Linked DNA regions of Mus musculus: region 2 is linked to region 1. The links are chromatin contacts, called in public HiChIP or PLAC-seq maps. All regions are on one chromosome and are shown on one strand. The core of a region is the stretch at or near the end of the contact, and the rest is flanking DNA. Distances in the headings are between cores, read along the strand shown. Region 1 overlaps Myo15b (myosin XVB). Region 2 holds the start of Itgb4 (integrin beta 4).

Region 1 (5,764 bases), core at 998-3,497:
CACGTAAGCACGGGGAACCCAGGTCCTCTGTAGGAGCAGCGAGTTCTCCAGGCTCTTGTTTGGTTGCTCCTGAGACAGGATCTTACTGTGTAGCCCAGGCTGGCCATGGACTCATAACCATCCTCCTGCCTCAGCCTCCTGAGCACTGGAACTATGGACATCCACCACACACAGCTCTCTTACTGGCTTCCATTTTCCTTTATGGGCATGGGCATTGCCTGCATGTATGTATATGCTCTGTGTATGTGCCTAGTACCCACGGTGTTTAAAAGAGGGCATCAGCTTCCCTGGTGCCAGGGTTATAGTTGTGAACCATTATGTGGGTGCCAAGAACTGAATCACAGTCTGCTGCAAAAGCAGGTGCTCTTGACCACCGAGCCACCTCTCCCACCCTCCCCTGTCTCTGTTCATAAGCTGCAAGAATTCTCCATGTGTTCTGGATATCTGGCCACCATTAAGCGTGTGACTTGGAGGTTTTCTATTCTGAGCATTGTCTTCTTAGCTCCTTTGTACCATCCTCTGATGCGTGAAAGTTCTAGACAGACTGCTGGGTTGTTTGATCAATGGATTGAATTTTCATGCTGGGGAGGACTCTGCAAGTGAGCTGTGACATACTTCCAATCCTGATGGATGTGTGTGTGTGTGTGTGTGTGTGTGTGTGGTCTCTGTGTGTACATGTTCATGTATGTGTGCATATGTGAATGTGGAAATGTGCCTGCTGGTGTGGACTCAAGTGTGCACATGAGTGTGGAGATCAGAGTTCTCTCTTCCCTGGTTGTTTGTTCTCAATCTTTGTTTGTTTCCTTCTCTTTTTTTCTTTCTTTCTTTCTTTCTTTCTTTCTTTCTTTCTTTCTTTCTTTCTTTCTTTCTTTCTTTCTTTCTTTCTTTCTTTCTGGTCTCACTTTGTAGCCCAGGCCATCTATAAACTACTTGTAGGCCATGTTAGCCTTGAATTCACTGAAATCCTCCTGCCTCTGCCTCCAAGTGCTAGGATTAAAGGCCACAATACCTTGCTCTTTCTCTGTCTGTCTGTCTGTCTATCTATCCTTTCTTCCTTTCTTCCTCCCTTTCTTTCTTTCGTGAGACTGGACCTAGAATTCGCTGACTCGGCTAGTCTGGGTATCCAGTGAGCTCCAAGCATCTGTCTGCCTTTACCCTTGGCTCTGAGGTGACAGACACTGAGGTCACTAATGAGCTGTCTTATCTGGAGCTCAGCTCCTCATGTGTGTGCAGCAAGCTCTTTGCCAACTAAGTCATCCTCCTGGCTCTGAGACTTATTTTTATTTATTTATTTATTTATTTATTTATTTATTTATTTATTGTATGTGTATAAGTGCTGTGAACACATGTCTGTGTACCACATGTATGCCTGGAGCCCTTGGAGGTCCGAAGAAGGAACATGCAAACAGAATATCTTTGAGAATTTCCCAGCTATGAGATCAGTAAATAAAATTTAGGGGGCTAGAGACATGGCTCAGTAGCTAAGAGCATTCGTTGTTCCTGCAGAGGACCAGAGACGAGTTCCTAACACCTAGGTCAGGAGACCTTAACTGCCTCTAACTCCAAGCCCAGAGATCTGACGCCCTCTTCTGGCCATCTATGAATCCTGCATGCACATGCACATAGACCCCCACACACACATATGCATAATTAAAAACAGAAATCCTAAAAGCTAGCAGTGGCAGCACATGCCTCTATACTCGTAGCACTCAGCGGGCAGAGGCAGGTTCAGGGCCAGGCTGGTCTTCATAGTGAAACAGTCTGAGAACAAAATATTTCCTGGTTCCCCGTAGCATTCTGTTCTTTGAACATTACTGTTGAACATCAGGGGTTTCACCGATCCAGGGTCCATTTTCACACTACGGTCTAGGTTTAGAAAGGGTTCAGGTACCAGGGCAGAAGCTTAAGTTTCGGGTCCCACCCTCCCCAACGTTGCTCCTATGGCCTCCAGGAAGCGATATCTCCAGCGGAGGTCAGCTCTGGGACAGCTGAACACCATTCTCCTAGTGGCCCGGCCCCTGCTCCGGAGACGACAGAAGCTACGGGTATGAGGGGTTTAGAAGTGTTCATGGATTGTGGGGAAGCTCAGGATGGGAGCCAGGTGACCTTGGCTGGCCAAGTGGGCAGAATCCTAACAGCCTCAACTTGCTGGGTCTGAAATCTGTGAGCCCACTGCTTACTGACTATCTCCATTTCCTGTTCCGGCTGGGGCCCTGTGGCTGTTGTCTGGCTTCCTCTTGCTCCTCCCTGCACCGTTCCCCCCAGGCCTGACTCCCCCTTTTAGCCCCAGTTCCTTCTGTTCCCTCCAGGCCCCTGAGGCCTCTTCTACTCTCCCTCTTGCCTGATGACTCCTATGTGAACGCCATAAAAGCTGCTCAAAGGTCAATGCCCACATTCTGCCCCCCTCCCTGGCTCCTCCCTGGCTGGACTTTGTCCCCTGAGACCATTTGTCCCCTTCTTCTTTACCTCTTCCTGGTGCCCTAGCAGACAGGCAGTGACATCCACAGCCTGGTGACGGTGAGATTGGAGAGGGGGTAGGGGGGTAGGTGAGGTCGGGTGGTGGCACCCTCTGGGTCTATGACATTCTCTCGCTACCATCCTGTCTCCTGGGGACAAGAGGGGACACTGAGCTGCTGAGTTGGGGATGGGCTGCTAGTGGTGTGGGGGCATCAACTCTTGCTGGATCTCTCCCACAGTGTGCCCCTGGCCCGCACAGCGGGGAGCCCTGGGGGAAAGTGTCAAATATGGTGAGTGATCTTGGAAGCGGGTGCGGGAGGTGGGGTGGGGTGGGGGTCCTGTGTGGTGTCAGCCTGGCATAGTATGGGGAAGAGTATGGCACGTAGGATGCCAAACTGTCCCTTGTGTGCCACCTCAGCAGAAGATTGGGACTCTCTCGGTTTTCCTCAGAGGCTCTGGAAACCCGACCATCTGTTTCCAGGATGCATCCTTGTTCTTTAGGGACAGCTGTCATTCTGGAGATTTGGGGAGGGGGTGTGCCCAGTCCTTCTCGGCTGTCCTTTAGTTCCTGATCATTGATTCACTCCACCAGGACCTGGGTCGCTTAGAGATCCCCGCCCAGCTGGCTACTCTGCTGGAGAGGGCGGAAGGTGAGTCCTCTTAGTGTAGAGATGGGGTCCCTTCTGCTGCTCAGCTGGCCTACCACACCTGCCTCTTTCCCTGAGCCACTCACCGGCACTCTGCCAACCTGATGGGAGGAGTGGCAGAACTGAGTGTCCTAGGCTGCCTCTTGTGTTCCTTCCCAGGCCACCAGGCCTTGCTGACGGGGAGCATCACAGAGTCCCTGCCACCTGAGGTCCCCGCCCGGCCCAGCCTGACTCTCCCTCCAGACATTGACCAGTTTCCCTTCTCCAGTTTTGTATCCACCAGCTTTCAGGTGAGTCGCCTCTGGGTTCCTGGCATTCAGAAGCTCCTGTGTAACTCCCACCAGGCACAAACAGGTGTCCACCTTCTCCCAGGACATTCCCGTGGTCAGCAAAGCTGCTTGGGAAACAGTCCTTACCCAGAAGTTTCCAATGCACAGGCTCATTTCGGCCACACCTTTACTGTAACTGTGGGGTTGCCCTACGTTAAAGTTGTGTCCTTAAAGAAGGTTTAACCACCTGGGAAACTTCCCATGCCAGAGGATTAAATATAAAAAGCAGGATTCATAACGGCACGTACAAAAAGATTCTTGTGTTAGTTTATTTACCAATTTTTTTTTTTTTTTTTTTTTTTTTTTTTTGGTTTTTAGAGACAGGGTTTCTCTGTATAGCCCTGGCTGTCCTGGAACTCACTTTGTAGACCAGGCTGGCCTCGAACTCAGAAATTACCAATGTATTTTGATTAATTTATTTATTGATACAGGGTCTCACTGTGTAGCCCTGTTGTCCTAGAACTCACTCTGTAGACCAGACTGGCCTCAAATTCAGAGATCCACCTGCCCCTGCCTCCCAAGTGCTGGCATGAAAGGCATATGTCACACCATGCCCAACCTTATTTTAATAAAGTTAAAGGTGGGGGTCTTAACTTGGGTAGTCCTGGCTGGCCTGGAACTCCTCCCAGAGATCATCAGCCTGTCACTGCTTCCCAAGTGCTGGGATTGAAGGCACAGGGGACTCGTCCTGGCTTGGTGTCCGTTAATGAAAGAATCAAAGGTGGGGAGCTTCTCACTGGGTAAGGCTTCCTGAGCACCCATGTAAGAAGCCAGGGATGACCACGCATGTCTGTAACCCTAGTGTTAGAAAACAGGGGCAGATGAACCCCTGGAATTGCTGGCCAGTAGGCCTATGCAAAACAGCAAGCTTGTCAGTTCCGTAACAGACTATATCAGGGCAAACAAGGAAGAGGACTCGTATTCTTCTGAGTGACACCTACACATGCATGTCCATGTAACACACACGCATGCACGCGCGCACACACACACACACACACACACACACACATGCGCACACACCTTTCCTCTCTGGTCAATTCAGAGGACAAACACTATGACACCCTCCTTCTCTCCAGAAGCCATTTCTGCCTCGACCAGGGCAGCCACTGGACGAGCCCCTGACGCGGTTAGATGGCGAGAACCCTCAGCAGGCTCTGGAGATCAACAGGGTGGTGAGTGACTCCTCCAGGAGGGACAGGGTGGCCACTGTAAGGACGGGCAAGGTGCAGGGGAGCCCTGTGCTTCCTGGCCTGGCTTTTGTGCCCACAGATGCTGCGGCTCCTGGGGGAAGGATCTCTGCAGTCCTGGCAAGAGCAGACCATGGGCACGTTCCTCGTGCAGCAGGCCCAGCGACGGCCGGGACTCCGAGATGAGCTCTTCAGCCAGCTGGTGGCCCAGCTGTGGCGCAACCCAGATGAGCAACAGAATCAGCGTGGCTGGGCCCTAATGGTGATCCTGCTCAGCTCCTTTGCTCCCACACCTGCCCTGGAGAAGCCACTGCTCAAGTAGGAAGCCCAGTGGGTAGGGCCCTGTGAGTGGGACCAGATCCCCCACCAAGCTTGCAGCAGCCCCGCCTTGTCCCCACAGATTTGTATCTGACCAGGCTCCCAGTGGCATGGCAGCCCTGTGCCAGCACAAGCTGTTAGGTGCCCTGGAGCAGACACCGCTGGCTCCCATGGCTTCGAGGTCCCACCCACCCACACAACTTGAGTGGAAGGCTGGTTTACGTCGGGGCCGCATGGCGCTGGATGTGTTCACATTCAACGGTGAGGCCTGCCTCCCTCAGCCAGTGCAGCCAGCCCTGCCCTGGCTCCCTGGTCTCCTCCTGCCTCAGCCATTTTATTGCCCTGCCCTGAGATCCTCATGTCCTAGGTCTGGTGTGGGGACACTAACTGGTTAACTGTCAGGGTGGAGCCCTGTGTCTCTTACCCTCCCTCTAACTGCCCCTCCACAGAGGAAAGCTACTCCGCGGAAGTGGAATCCTGGACCACGGGAGAGCAGTTTGCAGGGTGGATCCTACAGAGCAGGTATGGCAAGCTCAGGGTGGGACAGCGCAGCAGACTGCTGACCGCTGACTGCTGCTCTACTGCATGCCCCTGATGGCCTAGGAATGGATATTGATCCTCAGTGAATAGAAAGAGAAGATTTTAGGGTGGATGGGCTCCAACTGTAGATTTCAGAGAGAAAACAGAGATTTTTTTTTTTTAATGGAAGGGTCTTTTTTCTTTTTTTTTTAAGATTTATTTACTTATTTGTAAGTACACTGTAGCTATCTTCAGACACCCGGGAAGAGGACATCAGATCTCATTACAGATGGTTGTGAGCCACCAT
Region 2 (6,522 bases), core at 1,495-3,994, 97 kb after region 1:
CATGGACACAGGAACACACAAGGATAAAGGTTTTTTGGGACAGCATTTCTCTGTGTACTCCTGGCTATCCTGGAACTCACAGAAATCCACCTGCTTCTCAAGTGCTGAAACTAAAGGCATGTACCACTACTGCCCAGCTAAAAGTTTTGGGTTTTATTTATTTATTTATTTATTTATTCATTCATTCATTCATTCATTCACTTTACATCACAATATCTACCCTCCCTCCTCCCAGTTCCTACCCAAGACAGCTCCTGCTCCATTCCCCCTCCCCTTTCTGTCAGAGAACGGAGAGACCCCTGGTTCATCTAACACAAGCACTAGCTACACAACACTGATGTTTAAGTTTGAACTCCAGACCCCATATAAAAACCATATGCACTGACCTAGAGACTGCAGAGCGCTCCCAGAGCTAGGTGGCTAGCTCCCCTGCAGTATTCAGCCCAGCAACCGAAACAAGAGACCCTGCTTCAACAGAGCCAACTCCTAAAGATTGTCCTCGAATTTCCACCCTATACTCACAAATAAATATTTTAAAAGATTTATTGGGGTCCGGAGAGATGGCTCAGCAGTTAAGAGCACCAACTGCTTTTCCAAAGGTCCTGAGTTCAAATCCCAGCAACCACATGTTGGCTCACAACCATCCGTAACGAGATCTGACACCCTCTTCTGGAGTGTCTGAAGTCAGCTACAGTGTACTTACATATAATAAATAAATAAATCTTTTTTAAAAAAGATTTATTGTCTTTTAAAGATTATTAAATGTTTATTTTAATATTTTATGTAAGTTCAGACACACCAGAAGAGGGCATCGGATCTCATTACAGATGGTTGTGAGCCACCATGTGGTTGCTGGGAATTAAACTCATGATCTCTGGAAGAGGAGTCAGTGCTTTTAACCACTGAGCCATCTCTCCAGCCTGCAAAGAACTATTTTTGTTTTTTTTTTTTGGTTTTTTGGGGGTTTTGTTTTGGTTTGGTTTTTTTGGTTTTTGAGACAGGGTCTCTCTGTGTAGCCCTGGCTGTCCTAGAACGCAATCTGTAGACCAGGCTTGGCCTCAAACTCAGAAATCTGCCTGCCTCTGCCTCCCGAGTGCTGGGATTAAAGGCGTGCGCCACCACACCCAGCTGCAAAGAACTATTTTTAAATCAATGTGTAGAGCTCTTCTTTTCCAGACTGGACTGGGTGCCTACTGGAGTGGCTGATGTCCACAAGGAACTGAGCTGGCCTGGAACATACATCTGAGTGCCGAAAACATACTGGGCTCCTTCCCCAGTGCCCCCACATTCAGGAGGAAGTCTCCCTGGGGACCTGGCCTGTGCAGAACAGCCCTCAGATGGCTGGACAGGGCTGACAGGGCTATTAAAAATCATTTTTATTTGTATTATGTTTGAAGCAAAATCTATATAGCCCTGGCTGGCCTGAAGCTCTCCATGTAGACCAGGCTGACCTTGAACTCACAGAGATCCACCTGCCTCTGCCTCCTGAGTGCTTGGATGAAAGGCCTGCTACACAACAGCAGTGCCCCAACAGACTCGTTTTACTCATTTGTTTATGTGAGAGGGTGGGATGGATGTACACACCACAGAGACCTTGTGACAATGAGTCCCACCAGGAATCAAACTCAAGTCATGAAGTTTGTCAGCAGGCACCTTGACCCATTAAGACATCTTACCCAATCACACTTTTTTTTTTTTTTTTTTTTAACTCCTCTATGTACCAGGCACCAGGGCTGGGGCTGGGCTGGTGAAAAAAAAACCAAAAAACAAAAAAAAAACCAAAAAAACAAAAACCTCCCTTCTCTCTAGCCCAGACCTGGGCATAGGCCTCTCCACCTCTCCTAACTTGGATTACCCCAGGTTGGGGCAGAAAACATGGGTTCTCCGAGTCCACAGTCCAGTGGGATGATCATTTCAAACCAGTATAGCAAATGCCATAAAGAAGCCATACTCTGGTCTGGAGGTCTAGTTTAGTGGTAGAGTACATGGCTGATACGCATGAAGACCTATGTTCCATACCAAGCACCGAATCAAAAGGAAGATAATAAAAGGACAGGTGTGGTGATGGATGCCTGTAATCCCAGCACTTGCAAGGCAGGGGCAGAAGAATTACCCCAAGTTCAAGACTAGCCTGGACTACACAGTGGGAAAAGGCCATATTCTCCGACCAGACTTAGAAACCAACAGAGGATGTGGCAAAGCCGAAGAAAACTAAAGATCTTGTAACATTAGTTCAGGGTCTTCAAATATAAGGATAAATCTGGCTGAGTTTCAGACTGCATACTCTGGCTCTGACACTTGGCGAGCTTGAAGCCCCCACGGGTTGAGGAGGTCCAGTGCCAGCGGTGAGCATTAGCTAACCTGGTGAGACTAGAGTTGGGTTCTTGCAGCGCCTCAACGGACTCATTATTAAACAGAAACGGGGCCTGAAGGCACTCGAGAGCCTGCCGCAAGAGTAAGATTTGTGAATCAGCTTGTCACCAACACTGTAACAATCCATGAGTGCTACTCCACACTAGGTCACGTGGCCTCTTGATGGCTACAATTACATTTTAAGGAGATTTGAGTATCCGAAGAAACCTAGAGGCCCCAGTCCTTGCCTATCGGTTCCTCTAGTAGAGGCAGAGAGAACCCAGTGGCCAGCAGTCCAAGAGTGCTAAGTCTCCCTACCAGTTTGGGGCACGACCTATCCTCGCGCTGACACGGAGAGGGTGGTGCACGACCCGATGACCGTCGAGGCAGCGGGACTGACCCAGCTGGGCTCACTGTATTAAGAAGCGGACCCGCGACCCGGAGCGGCCCGGGGACCCGATCTGGGAGCCTGGACGGGTGGGGAAGACGGAGCCCCGGTCTGTGCTGCAGGGAAGAGTGGCTCCTCCTCCAGCCCCCTCCGCGGCGGCTCGGGGCTCGGGGCCGGCGCCGGTTGAGCCGCAGCCCTTTCCGGGGGGCGGGCCTGGCGGCTGCGGCGACACCCCAGCTCCTGCCCCGACAGGTGCGCGCAGCGCGCAGGAATGCAGTCCGCCTGACTCACCAGCGCCTCCTTCCTACCTGCGCCGCCCGTCCATAAAGCGCTGCTGGCTCCCGCCCGCCGCCGCCCGCCCTGCTGTCCCGCCGGGCTCGCCCGCGCGCTCAGCTCGACCCAACGCAGCCCAAGTCCGAGGTAGTCTCACTAAGGTAGGTGCAGGTCCCGCTGCAGATCCGAGGGCACACCGCCCGCCCCGGTGCCCCGGGACAACAGGGCTGGAGAGGAAAGTGAATACCCACTCCCGCCCGGGGCTTTTGTTTCCCTTCCCTTCCCTGAAGATTGGCAGGCCCTGGCTCCCTCTGCCCATGCTGCCAGGACAGGTGCCAACCCTGCCAGGATGTGGGAAGGGGACAGCTGGGAGCGGGGTAGTTGGGATCTAGGGAAAGAATGGTGAACATCAGATACCCCTGCTAGAAAAGGACACTGGGTAGGTGGGTAATAGGAGTGGGTAGAGGCTGGGGGCTCACCAGCCCTCTGAGTGCTACCTCCCCTGAATCTGAAGACAGTAGAGGAACAACTTAACTACCTTGCAGCAAGCCCCCTTCTTGTCCGGCTTGACAGGACCTGCTGTGTGGTGACCCGGGTGCATGTCAGGCGTGGGGAGTCCCTGATTTTCCTCTTGGCTGGCCCGCAGCCTGCTCTCTTCCCAAAGCCCGCTCCAGGCACCTTTGTTTGGGGGACCTTTCAGAATCTCATCCAGCAGTCCCGCGAGCACTTGGCCCCGCCATACACTCTTTCCCACGATCCTTGGAGGAGCCTTCTGGCTGTCACTGTGGCCCGGGACTCCAGGTGGCTCCCAAGGGTAGGGGCAGACCTCTTCCTTCTTCCTGACAGACTTGCCACACCCTGAGCATAGGTTCAACCCAGATGGCACGTTTGTTTCTACCCTCACTAAAAGTGAAAATCGAGTCTCCTGGGGGCTGAGAGAATGGACAGCAGAAAATGAGCGTTTGACTCCTTAACTCTGACTTCCAATAGCTGACAGGGTAGGCAAGGGGCTGTTACAGCTTCAAGAACTGCTGTCCTGTCTGGCCCAGCCTGCCATGGCTACACACTCTGTGATGGCATCCTCAGTCCTAGTCTTTATGTGGAATCTTGTTTCTATACTAGGCGACTACTTTTAGAACTTTTAAAATACAATTTGGGTCGAAGCAAACACTCGAGTGTCTGCCTAGGCCTTTACATTATATAGTTCCTGTGTGTGTGTGTGTGTGTGTGTGTGTGTAGGTTCAGTGTGGAATCTACACTGCCCCCAAATCCCCGCCAGACCCTCCCAGTGCTGACTGCTGGAATGGGAGGCTCCACAGCCTCAGTGCCTCATCTGTCCTAAGGCACACACAGGCAAGCCTCTCCCACTGGGGTCCTGTGCAGATAGATGCCTTGTTAACCCTTTGCTGACATGCTGGGTGTGTGTTGCCGTCCTGTCTGTTTGGGACAGCCCTGTATTCTGGGTCTGTGTAAGAGCTGGGTTTGTCCCTCTGGTGCCTATACCTGCCTAGGTAATTGAGCCCTGAGGAGGCCAAATCTGCAGCTTGCATTATGTAGCGTGTGGGTGTGGTGCCTACGCCCAAGGCTGTAAGAAACTCATTTCTCCTAGGAGTCACGCCTCTGCTGATTCAGGGCTCCCCTCTAGCCACTACCCTGTTAGGGTGACTTCTCCATGCTGGCTCTGACTGTGGACATGCTGGGACTGATGTCTGCCTCCTTAGGGACCCTTGGATGCAGGGGACTGTACCTGCCTACTTTTTTCTTTTTTTCTGAACAGAGGGCCTCAGCCTTACAGACCCTGCAATTGTTCCCTGCCCTACAATGTGGGGGTGCTAAGAAAGGATCCAAGGTGGAGGGACAGTGGATGTGACCTTGTCTGTGCCCCTGGAAGTTCTGGCCCTAAACAGAAAAGGTGTAGCCCTGACCTTTGCCCTCCTCTGTGCAGACCTTGGTAGCTCTGGAGCCAGGCTCTTCCCTGACAAGGCTTTGAGCTGCCCATCTTTTCAGAGACCTTGAAGGCTTCTGGTGCCCTGAGATGGTTTTTCCAATACTCTAATGGCCACCATTGTGTGACAGAGGGCAACAGGGGCTCCTAAACTAACCCCAGGTCCTGCTTGGGTGTCCTGAAACTCTGGGGTAGTTGGGTAGAAAGCAGGGTGTTTAGGAGCCACACTGGTGAGCCAGCGGTGTAGAACACAGACAGCAGCCACGCTCAAGCCAGCGCCTCTCTTCTTGGTCCCACCACCTGCACAAAGAACACTACAATTGGTACAGAACAGGCAGCAGGGGTCAGAGCCCTGTAGAGGAAGCCTACCTACTGAGAGACCATAGCTCCACCCACTGGGAACTGCCAGGCAGAGACATAATAAAAGCCCACCCTGCCTTTGCTGAAACCAGCTCCAAGAGATCTGGTACTGGATCAACCTCAGAGCCCAGAGTCCACAAAGGCCAGAGAGCTCTTCCTCAGACAGGACAAAGGTCTCAGGGCCTGTGGTCACTGCAGGGATGGCAAGAAAGAGGTAGTGCAGAAAACAGGTATAAAACTCCTCATCTCTTCCACTGACAAGCAGAGTACCCCCAGTGGCCAGCTAACCGTGATAGCCGCCATCTCTTCCACCTCCCAAGCGCTGGGATTATAGGCACGATCCACCATGTACATGCAGCTTGAGCCTCCAGCTCCAAACTTACACAGGAGTGTCTCACCTGACCTGCAGAGCTCTGGTGGGGATCCAGGGAGTCCATGCTGCAGACCAGTGCTGTAGAGACATCGTGTATCCACTATGGCTTTGCAGGAGGAGGAGGATGGCAGGGCCCTGTTGCAGCCCATGGGTGAAGCTGCTGCTGCTGGCAGCAATGCTGAGTGCCAGCCTCCCTGGAGACCTGGGTGAGTTGGAATGTCCCTGCAGCCCCCTCCAGGCAGCTCAAGACACGACCCTGCATCAATCAGTCAGTCAGTCAACTGATGGCTGGACATCCCTGAGGATCCACGCCCTTCGCCTCTGATAGCTGTAGCCCTGCTGGGTGGTCTGGGGTAGAAAGGAAAGAGAGGAGCCGCCCACTTAGAGGCAGAGCTGAGACCTCAATGGTGGAGCTAAAGGTTGGAGGAACCTTCAGGGAGACTGCTGACATATCAACTATGCTCTTGAGGGTTCCTGGTCGGAGAATGGCTCCGACCAATTACATTTTCCTGTCAGGTGATATCATGTTCATTACTTGTGGAGGACTATGGTGGGAATATTTGCACCATAGAAATAGACAATCTCAGGAAATCAGGGCTTCTCTTCCCTCATCAAAACCAGTACTAAATCCTGACCAGGGAGCCACAGACTAGAGTTCAAGAGAGCCTTACTGTGCTCTGGTGCAGCTAGTAGGGCCTTATTGTGATTCTAACTAACGAGAATGAAGGGGAACCCCAATAACATCTGTGAAAATTGAGGTCTTTCATTCACCTTCTGGGAACCTACTGTGTATAGCCATCCTTAGGCACAAGGTTCCTGTGATAAAGAAGA

Evidence for each region. HiChIP or PLAC-seq counts read pairs in DNA pulled down with a chosen protein or histone mark.
Region 2: an HNF4G HiChIP or PLAC-seq map of pancreatic cancer cells shows a contact between it and region 1. The contact joins the promoter of Itgb4 here to the enhancer-like site in region 1. A contact is called at or near these places in 5 of 484 Hi-C or Micro-C datasets (the G1E-ER4 cell line, bone marrow-derived macrophages, embryonic stem cells and 1 more), 2 of 115 datasets of contacts at active chromatin or transcription factors (embryonic stem cells and pancreatic cancer cells) and 4 of 9 other capture datasets (adipose tissue, embryonic stem cells, liver and 1 more).

The regions. Positions count from the first base shown.
Region 1 is chr11:115,875,049-115,880,812 of GRCm38.p6, forward strand. It overlaps Myo15b (myosin XVB), which reads left to right. Exons shown (of 64, transcript NM_001384233.1): 21 at 1,952-2,045; 22 at 2,631-2,658; 23 at 2,908-2,930; 24 at 3,050-3,107; 25 at 3,264-3,394; 26 at 4,510-4,605; 27 at 4,703-4,938; 28 at 5,021-5,199; 29 at 5,388-5,460. Among named protein-coding and RNA genes, the nearest start is that of Myo15b, 20 kb to the left of the region's middle. Within about 2 kb of position 2,248, at least 41 of the 459 cell types and tissues checked have an H3K27ac peak or open chromatin away from gene starts, as enhancers often do. A contact at or near this core is called in pancreatic cancer cells and pancreatic islet, where this site is marked.
Region 2 is chr11:115,971,981-115,978,502 of GRCm38.p6, forward strand. Itgb4 (integrin beta 4) reads left to right here and starts at 2,745. Exons shown (of 40, transcript NM_001005608.2): 1 at 2,745-3,174; 2 at 5,806-5,897. The coding sequence starts at 5,816.